3 separate regions of the Gossypium hirsutum genome follow, and all the other regions are linked to region 1. The links are chromatin contacts, called in public Hi-C maps. All regions are on one chromosome and are shown on one strand. Each heading gives the region's core, a stretch centred on a gene start, on an enhancer-like site or on the middle of the called end of the contact. The rest is flanking DNA. Distances are from core to core; before and after follow the strand shown.

The links. A called contact is a pair of places that touch in the nucleus more often than the background predicts.
Region 2: a Hi-C map of leaf shows a contact between it and region 1, with 2.3 times the contacts expected there. The contact joins two enhancer-like sites. A contact is called at or near these places in 7 of 34 Hi-C or Micro-C datasets (callus, hypocotyl and leaf).
Region 3: a contact with region 1 is called in a Hi-C map of leaf, with 1.8 times the contacts expected there. The contact joins the promoter of LOC107932580 here to the enhancer-like site in region 1.

What each region holds. Positions count from the first base shown.
Region 1 is chrA12:6,707,283-6,710,677 of Gossypium_hirsutum_v2.1, reverse strand. No RefSeq gene overlaps it. Among protein-coding and RNA genes, the nearest start is that of LOC107921438, 24 kb to the right of the region's middle. Within about 2 kb of position 1,702, at least 5 of the 9 cell types and tissues checked have an H3K27ac peak or open chromatin away from gene starts, as enhancers often do. A contact at or near this core is called in leaf, where this site is marked.
Region 2 is chrA12:6,868,161-6,871,555 of Gossypium_hirsutum_v2.1, reverse strand. No RefSeq gene overlaps it. Among protein-coding and RNA genes, the nearest start is that of LOC121210844, 5.0 kb to the right of the region's middle. Within about 2 kb of position 1,640, at least 4 of the 9 cell types and tissues checked have an H3K27ac peak or open chromatin away from gene starts, as enhancers often do. A contact at or near this core is called in leaf, where this site is marked.
Region 3 is chrA12:6,851,650-6,855,044 of Gossypium_hirsutum_v2.1, reverse strand. It overlaps LOC107932580 (protein EARLY-RESPONSIVE TO DEHYDRATION 7, chloroplastic), which reads left to right and starts at 1,478. Exons shown (of 5, transcript XR_005906064.1): 1 at 1,478-2,575; 2 at 2,815-2,981; 3 at 3,270-3,354.

The DNA.
Region 1 (3,395 bases), core at 453-2,952:
TTAAAAAAGAGTCTAAAGAGAGATATTGAAAGCGCGTCCAATTAGGCGCAATTTCACTCAATCTCTTCAAAATTGACTTATTTCTTTAAATTAAAAAAAACCTATTTAGTAAATTAAAAAAACAAAATTAGCATATATGCACAATTTAGCATTGATAAACCTGCGTATACCCTACCCTACATGCATTAATTGTTTGGTGCCTCACTTGTTTCAATCAGACGGCGCTTATCATCATCACAATCAGTTAGGTTGTTGGCTCTTTTAGCAATTCTTTTTAAATACATAGATTAAAGGCCTAAGAACGGATCTACCAAAATCAACAACTGAAGTGAAACACTGTCATCCTTAATTCATTCACGCACTCATCATTAAAAGCTCAAATTTAACAAATGTCAAGTATGAAACTTCAGCATCTATATTTATTCTTATTTATCAGATTAAAGTTTCATTTTTGTAGTTATAAAGATTGGGATTTTATAATTACATGATTGGTTACTTGCGATCCTAAATGTGGGTTAAGGTTGCAATAATTGGAGTGGGCTGACAAGCAAGCCAGCGCAGCAGCACCTGGATGTCATGTGCTTGGGTGGAGGAAAAAAAAGAGAGCTGTCCTAAATAGATAGATGGAGAAGCTGAAGATGACATTACCTACCTACCAACCTACCTCTTAAATCTTTTGGCTGCATGTGGGACTGCTTTAACCTTAGCGGAAGGTCAGTTTCAGACATCCAAATCCCCCTCCTCTCTCCTCGACACAAACTCACCTTACCTGACCTCAAATATTCTTATCATTTATTTCTGGTATGCATTATCCATGGGGCACTTGATTCGGATCCTTGTTTTAAAAGTTTTTGTTCCTACGGGCGTCAAAATAAAGTGTCTGTAACATACATGTCATGGGACTGTAGATCCATGTGCTTATTATTTTCTTCCAACTCTTGAATTTTCATCGTCTACGGATATTACCAATATGTTTCGATCTGTAAGAGGGGATATCATGTTAGAGAAAGCTAGTGAGACGATCAGACCAAGGTCGACTATTTGATTAGAGAATAATGCATGTTTTGTTCTAGAGAGACCAAGTAACCTTAGCTTAGGTACCTCATAAAAGTAGCTGCGAATAACTGGATCACCACGGCAGCAGCCCCAGAGACCTGTGCCACTATTACAATTAGAATAGGTAGGGCCAACAAGTTCAAAACGTTCCTTACGTTATTCTGCATAATCACTAAAGAAACCATTGCATCCTCATCCTGTCTACCATGCATCAGACAAAAGATTGGCCAAACTTGTAAGAAAAATCACACGAAAAAAGATGAAGTTCAAAGGAAATAGAATGATAATAAATCAATGATAGCTTAATTGAAGATAACATCATGAGAGAAAAATAGATGACGCCAACCAACAACTTCAATCAATTTAACCATGTACCAATCTAGGAGTTAGGTATTTACTAGTCTAGGAATCATAGCAGAATAGATTTATTTGCACAATGCTTCGGTCCAAGATTGATTAAATCAGCTAAAGATTGGTTGGCATTAGACAATGTTTTCAGCCGAATAGATTATGATCATACATAAGCACCATATAGACTCAACAAAGTACTGATTTAGAAGCAGCATAGGCTGGTGTCACGGTCACCCAAAGGTGTGGAGCAAGCCACCCTAAGTACAGGTGGAGGCCCTAAGGTGCGAATGGTGGCCAACAAGGGCCTAGGGAGGCCCCCTTAGCTGCAACAGGCCCAAAAAAGTGCACATGTGAGAAGAATGGGTCTGGGGTACCAAAAATCCGGAAGCCCAAGGAAGAGATCCAAACCTTGTGGAATAAAGTAGAACCTTTTGAAAGAGTTGTATAAAATATTCTAAAAATAAGTTCTTGATTATCTATTGTATTTGATCGTGACCGTTGGATCAAAGGGGTTTGGCATATATAAAGGAAGGCACCCCTCCATTTATAACATAAGTTAACTTATTGAGTAATAACAATTCCAGATTATCCCAACTCCCTTTTGTTCTCATTTGATGTGGGTGTGCTTCTCTAGGCCTAGAGCTTTGTTAAGGGACTCTCCGAAGCAAGGATCGAAGGTTGACTTAGGCATTGTTGGTGAAAGACTAGTGCCTAAGGTTGCATATTGGCAGAGTTAGAGTCTCGACCTATGACAAATGATATCAGAGTTAGCAGTTAGCTCTTGTGGTGAGTGAGAGATGACTACAAATCAGATAAGAGGAGCAAGCAAGGGGAAAGGGTGGTGGAGACTCGAGTGACAATGAAGAGCAAGAAAGGAGGCTCATGAGGGAGCTCAAAGGACTTTGTGGCGATCATGGAGACCTGAATGATCGATGTTGAGTCCGTAGTGAGTGATGTCCCAACTTGACTGGAGGACATTAAGGATTCCCTTGATGAGTTAAAGTCCGACATAGCGAAGTCCTAGGAGGAGATGAAGGTGTAGTTAAGAGAGGAGCTGCAAGGGGCTATGAAGGAGGCCTTAGGAGACCTTACCGGAAGGAATGAGGCCCTTGTAGTGTAACCTGTTAAGAGAGGAGCTGGAGGTGCAACTAAGAGAGGAGCTGCAAGGGGATATGTGGCGCATCATTTTGCCAGACCAAGGACCAATCCGCACTACCATCAAGACATTTAAACACTGTAATCTATTTAAAAGTTGCAGAAGCGGATCGGAGGACCACATTCACATTAACCTATCTTTCGAAGCACTATAAGAGGGTAGAAAAACACCAACTATCCGAGCGGCGATATGATGAGTGAGCACTTGTTCAAGCGTTTCCCACGACCACTCACCTTCACAGGTAACCGGGTGCCGAACCAGAGTGCTGTCTTCTAAAGGAGCACCACAGTATAGAACTGCTTCAGCGGGCCAACATCGTCAAGCCACGAATCATTCCACAAGTTGAGCAAACGTCCATTACCTATCGACCACTTAATGCCCGTAATACCCCCCCCCCAAAAAAAAAAAATTGTGTGAAATTGATCACCAAACATACTAACAACTGCTCCTCGCGATCGACAATGGGCAAATTCCTTGGACATTATTCTTAGCCCGTAAAACCTGAACCAACAGAACATTAATATTAGTAACAATGCCAAAGCCTAGCTTAAGCGAAGATACCTTGGTCTAGTCACCCATATGCTGTATCCCCAAACCTCCAGTCTCAAGAGGCGCATAACATCTATACCAGCTCACCAACGCAGGCTTACACGAAAGAATTCCTGAGCCCAAATAAAATGCCGCACTAGTCTCTCAATTTCATTACAAACTGACGTAGGAATTTAAGCTGTATTCATGAAATAATTGGGTATAGCATGTAAAACCTATTCGGTCAAGGTGATTCTTCCTACCATGGATTACCGCTTATCATTCCAGCCAGTCAGCTTTCTAC
Region 2 (3,395 bases), core at 391-2,890, 160 kb before region 1:
AAGACCACATAAGGGAAAACGACTTCTTTAAATCAAGAACCATATCGATCCGAGCAAACCTCCCCCTCTTTTCCGACAGTGGTATTATAGTAAACTTTGACCACCCACCATAATACTTTTGCAATCACTCGTATCAGGAACTTAACATAATACTGGTATGGAGACCCCAATAATTTTATCCATACCACTACCTTTTACCTATAACCCTCCTTAGTAGAGACAAGGTATCTCTAAATTCCTTAAATTTCCCTTAGAACTGAATATCGTTATTTGTGATGATCAGTTGTGGGATCCCATATTAGTAGATAACAGTCTTCCATATGAAGTTCTCCATTTATTTATATATGATGGTGGCCAAAGCTTTCGCTTTCATCTATTTGGTGAAGTACTCAATTGTCGCAATGATGATTTTTTTTTTTTCACCATGGTTGGTAGGAAGAGCCCAATAATATTCAATCCCCAAGTTGAGAAAGGTCAAGAACTAGAAATGCTTTGCAAGGGTTTGACTACCATTTGGGGAATAAGCGAGAGGACTTCTAACAAGGCTCACATTTCAGCATGAAGGATGACACATCTTTTTAATGGGTGTGCCAATAGTATACCTGTTGGAAGATCTTTCGAGCAATGGCTTTGGTACCCGGATGGTTCTCACCTATTCCTTCTCACAATTCTCACATCGCATACTCAGCTTTAGAAGGACCCAAACATCTCAAAACTAGTTGTAGATATCCTTTCTTATACAAGACCCCATCAATGAGTAAATAACGAGAGGCCAAGCAATGAAGCCTATTACGCTCTTTAGGATCGGAAGAAGTGTTATCACAAGATTAAGAAGATAACTAGGGGAGTCATCTAGGTATCTTCAGATTCAATACTAAAAACCTGGCCCATCGTCTCAACTAGGGCGTTCATTGTGCTTAAGTAACATTTTGTCCACTGCACAATCTCAACAATGGAAACTAATCTAGATAGGAAGTCAACTCGAGTATTCTCAGCATGGGATATCCTATCAACTTGAATCTCCAGATTCTTCTTCAGTAAGCTCATTACTAAGGAGTAATATTTGGATAAGGTGGGCTCTTTAACCTCGTACTCTCCATGGATCTGTTTGGTTACTCACTAGGAATTAATGTAAACATAAAGCTTCTTGACCCTTAATTTTTGAGCCAATTCTAACCTGACAATGAGTGCTCAATATTTCGTAGCGCCATTAAAAATGGAAAAGGCAAACAAGAAACCATACTACCATCCATTACCTTCAGGATTAGTCAGCAATATACCGACTCTGAAATCATTCTTCAATGAACTATCGACGTGCAAGATATAAGTTTTATTATTAGTGGGAGGGTGACCGCCTCCGAATGTACCAACGTACAGAGTAAAAATCTTACATAAAATATATGAAAGGTAATATCCACAAGTATAGGGGTCATGTTCTAGGGTTAGGTCACTTCACAATTCCCCCCAAAAATCTCTTTGTTTTCCCTCCTCCATGCTACAAAACTTACTCTGCACATCTAATTTTCCTGAACCATCAACGCTATCTCATAACAACAATTGTGAGGTTGGGTCATATGATACCCATTGGCCCATTGCGATTTTGTTTCCCAAATATGTGGGCCCATAACTTTTTCACTTTCCCTCCAAATTTCCATCACATTAAAGATAGGCCATAATTATCGGCCTCCCATCACTCACGTCATACCCTATTTACTCCTTCCTTTGCCGTCATTTTATTTTACCTAACCTCTTCAATTCTTTTACAGTTACCTTAAATTTTATTTCTCTCCATGTTTATTTGTGCTTTCTTCAAACACTGTAGATTTTTTTCCTTCCTTTTCTACACAAACTTTTACCTTAACTTTCCATAATGGCTAGACGATCTATCCTTCAATCATCTACTATGCCACCTCGCACTTTCTTTAACACTGCGGTAGAAAAGCGATACCAGAACAACATCTTCAAGCGACTTTTTTGTTTGGAAGAAGGCTTTCTTTTTAAATAGAGCCTTTCATGGGATACAATGCTTCCATTTCTTTTATCATTAAGCAACATGGATGGAAAATTTTTTGTTTGCATTCGAAGGATATGCTGACCAAGATTGTTTGTGAGTTCTATGCTCACCTTACTTCCTCAAATGTTGTTTTTATATATGTGCAAGGAGTTTTGGTCTTATTTGATGTGGACACGATAAATGCTCGGTATGGTCTTTCTGATATCCAATGCGAGCATACCGAGTTTGTTGTAACCATCATTGTTGATAGGTTAACTTAGGTTCTTTAAGACTTATGTGTGACAGGAACTAAATGGACGGTGTTAAGGAAAGATTATTACCCCGTGGAAAGGGCATCTTTGAAGCCCAAGTGCAGGGTGTGGTATCACTTCTTTAAGGCGCACCTACTCATTTCGACCCATAACTCAACAGTTTCTAAGGAGCGGATGTTGCTGCTCCATTCTATCATACAGAGTAGGAAAATTAATATGGGTAAGATTATATTCAACAAAGTACACTAATGTGCACAAAAGAATATCAGGAATGTGAACTTTCCTTATTTAATCACCGCGCTTTGCCAGCGTGTTAATGTCTCAGTCCAAGCTAATGATGATGTCGTCCCAAATAAAGGGGCCATTATAAGGTTGATTATTGCAAAGATTTTTGGGGAGGATTTGCCACGAAAATAACCTCTTAGTTCAGCCTCAACATCCTTTACGCTAATATTTGCCACTGCAACCACATCCACTTCTAACAGTTTCTTTGAGCAATAAGTGCTCAGTTCATTGGCGAAGTTACAAAAGCAAACTAATCTTTTCAAGACTCAGCAACTTCAGCTTACTGCGGATTTGGCAAAAGTATGGGACAAGTTGGCTCTGTACTAGGCCTATGTGGAGAGGAGGGAAACTACTCTGAAAAGGTCCCTTCAAAAGAATTTCACTAAGTCAATGCCTGCTTTTCCCGACTTCCTTAAGGAATTGCAGAAAATTGTAGTAGAAGGGGTTGGTAAAGTCCAGCCAATTGAAACAAACCCTGTTCCCAAGACGTTGCTACTGCAGAGAAAGAAAACAAAGAACCAGAGGCAGAAACAGAGAAAATGAAATTAGTCAGTATTGTGACTAATTGTAAGGAAGAAGAAAATTATTGATGAAATCATCAAATCTGATGATGAACAAGAAGATGTGTCACTCCAATCATTGAAAAGGAAAATGTGTTACAAGCACAGTGCACGCAAATCCACCTGCAGAAAAGAATGAAATAACCATACAAGCTCCAAGCCAGGGAAGTTTTCTTCATTTTCTTGCATCATGCGTTCCAATTTTTTTTTTTTTTTTGCCATAACATTTGTTTTACTTATATATCTTCTTGTGTTCATGTTTCATGCCTATACATGCATTGAAGA
Region 3 (3,395 bases), core at 229-2,728, 140 kb before region 1:
GCTTCACTGAAAATGACTTCTAGAAAATGATTTCTGGAAAATGATTTATTTTTCTGGAAAAATTAATATTTTCTGGTGTTTGGATGAATCTGTGTAAAATATTTTTTATTGTTTGGTAGATTTCTTAAAAATATTTCGTTGTTTTCAATCAAACAAACATACATTTGAGATTTTTTTTCATTGTTTAATTGAATTTATTTTTATCTATAATTTTATATTTTACATTATTTTTGCATATATTAAAAATATTATGTTAAATTTAGATTCATTACAACGTCATTTTTTAATTACATGACTACTAAGTGAGTATTTGAATTTAAAGATGTGACATCAACAAAATTGATAAAAAAATTTAACGATGTTAACAATTGGACTTGATTTTCAAATTTAAAAAGTAAATGGACTAAATTCTTGAAAATAAAAGTACATAGACTAAATTACAAATCTGAGAAGTGTACATAGGCTTATGACATATTTTAACCTTTATAATATAAAACATTTATTATTAATATATTTATAATTATAATAAATATTTATTATTAAAATATTAATATTAAATATTTTCAATAATATGTGAATAATATTATCTAAAATTATTATTTTTAAAATTTATTATCAAAATAAGATTGAAATATTAAATAATTTTTAAAATAATAAATTATATTTATTATATTAATAATTTATTATATGACTAAATATAAATAATTAAATATGTATGTTTAATAATATTAAAAAATATAATATTTTAAATATTTTTAAAAATAAAAAATAAAATTTATTATCAATATAATAATATTAAACTTGATTTAAATTAATTTTTATATAAAAATAAAATTATTTATAGATTAATTTTTATATAAAAATAAAATTATTTATAGATAAGCTCTTTTCTGAAAAATAACTTACGCTTTTTAAAAGTGTAAGTCATTTTTCAAAAAACATTTTTTATAAAACCTTTTACATGTAAACAAAAGGACCCTAAGTATAAACAATATAATTCGTTAACTCGACTCGATTTAACTTAAGATTTTTTGACTCGATTCGATTCGAAACAAATTAAATTAAACTTGATTGTTAAAATAGAATTTATCAACTCGACTAACTTAAAAAAATTTTACTTGACTCAATCAAATATTCACGACTAATTTCTTCTAACTATCGGGGTCTCCATGGTGAGACTTAGGGTGAGTTTGAATAGGCGATTAGGTGCGGTGCGGTGCATTTAGCTTACTTTTTATCTCACGCTACAGTATCGCTACAGTATCTAATTTCACCGCCATCGCTATTTTTACACTAACTACAGATAAACGCATCGCCTATCCAAACTCACCCTTACAATTTTGTAAAAATATTAAAAAAAAAGAAAGAAGATATTTAATAAAATAATGTTTTAATTTTACATACTCCAAAGTAAGAGAGAGCAGCAGCTTGTCGGATGCTAATAAATAGCCATAAGATATCCATCATCCATAAAGAAAGACGGCTATCTGCCACTGTTATGACGCGGTTTCTCCTATGAATGCCATGTGCAACTCGCCTTTCCCAAGACCCAACCGACACGTCTTTGTATAGTTTTATTTCTTCTATCCTAGGCTTGTCCCACCTTAAATGCACTCATCCGCCTAACCCAAAACCAATTGCAAGCTAACTAATCAACCACCGAACCTAGAAGGCCAGACCTGAGCAAAGCTAAGATCATGTATTCTTCTCCTCCAGAACATCCGTCCTCTCTTTACCCACAGGTCGATCTTTCAAACCCAGACGCCACTTCTTCTTCTCCTTCTTCCTCGTCTTCTTTGTACCCTTCTTTGGACATGAAAGATTTAGCCGAAAACCTCTTCCCTGACGACGCCACCGCCTTGCACACCCACCAAGATTCTGCTGAACAACTCCTCCTCAAGGTTCCTGGTGCCATTGTTCACCTTATTGAGCGAGAAACAAGCGTTGAGCTTGCTTGTGGTGACCTCTGTATTGTTAGTCTCCTTCAAGGCGACAACGTTGTTGCTGTTTTTGCTCGCCTTGGTGACGATATTCAATGGCCTTTGGCTAAAGATGAGCCTGTTGTGAAACTTGATGCTTCCCACTATTTCTTTACTCTTAGAGTGCCATCGAATGGGTCGTTTGAAGACGGAAAAGATTCTAATCAAACCGAGGATGTTTTGAACTATGGTCTGACAATAGCTGCAAAAGGGCAAGAGGGTTTGTTGAAGGAACTTGATAGAATCTTGGAAACTTACAGTTGCTTTTCGGTGCAACAAGTGAAAGGGATAGAGAACTGGAATCTTGTGGATGCGAGAAATGTGGCGCCCGAAGAGTTGAATAGAAAGGAAAAAAGGGACTTAATCGTGGGAAGTGCAATGGCGTATTGGACGACTCTGGCGCCCAATGTTGAAGACTATAACGGGTCTATAGCAAAGGCAATAGCATCGGGGTCAGGGTACGTTGTGAAGGGGATTTTGTGGTGCGGCGATGTCACTGTTGATAGGTTGAAATGGGGCAATGATTTCTTGAGTAAGAGGATAAAGTCAGGTTCAACCTCTGAGATCTCTCCAGAGGCCTTGAGAAGGATGAAAAGGTTTGTTTCTTGATCATAACATAAGTCCCTTTTTATGATGAATTTGGAGCTGCTTAACATTTGAGACTGTACTTGGAAAGCTTAAGTGCTTGTGAAACAGAGGCTATTATTATTAAGCATTATGGTAGCTTTATGTTAAACTTCTGTTGCCTTCAGTACAATTCCATAGGACAAATTTCAGCATATTCCTTTGTTAAAAATGATTTTGGAATCATGAGGTGATTTGATTCTGGTTTCAGGGTTAAGAAGTTAACAAAGATGTCAGAGAAAGTGGCCACTGGAATTCTTTCAGGTGTGGTTAAAGTGTCTGGATTCTTCACAGGTTCAATTGTTAACTCCAAAGTTGGTAAGAAATTTTTCAACCTGCTGCCTGGAGAAATCGTTCTTGCTTCCTTGGATGGATTTAGTAAGTTGTTTCCTCTCGTCAACTTTACCTTATTTGTTATGGATTTACTATATCTCGTCTTCTCTGCTAGGATGCAACTTTCATGCCTGCTATCTATTTTATCATATATATGTGATACCATTTGTCATGCGGCCATCATCTGCATGTTGTGTGCGTGTCCAAAGACGTCATTAGTTTTTGATGCGAGGTTATTGCTTCTTTTGAAGTGTTTGGCACAACACTGCATTTAAATAGAAAATGCAACATGGTTGGTATTCTTACGGTGTTTCTGCTTGTATGTCCATTTAGATAAGGTTTGCGATGCAGTTGAAGTAGCAGGAAGGAATGTCATGTCTACCACATCTGTTGTGACAACAGGACTTGTTTCACAAAGGTATGCTTACTGAGAAGAAAAAGTTGATTACGTGGGAGTTG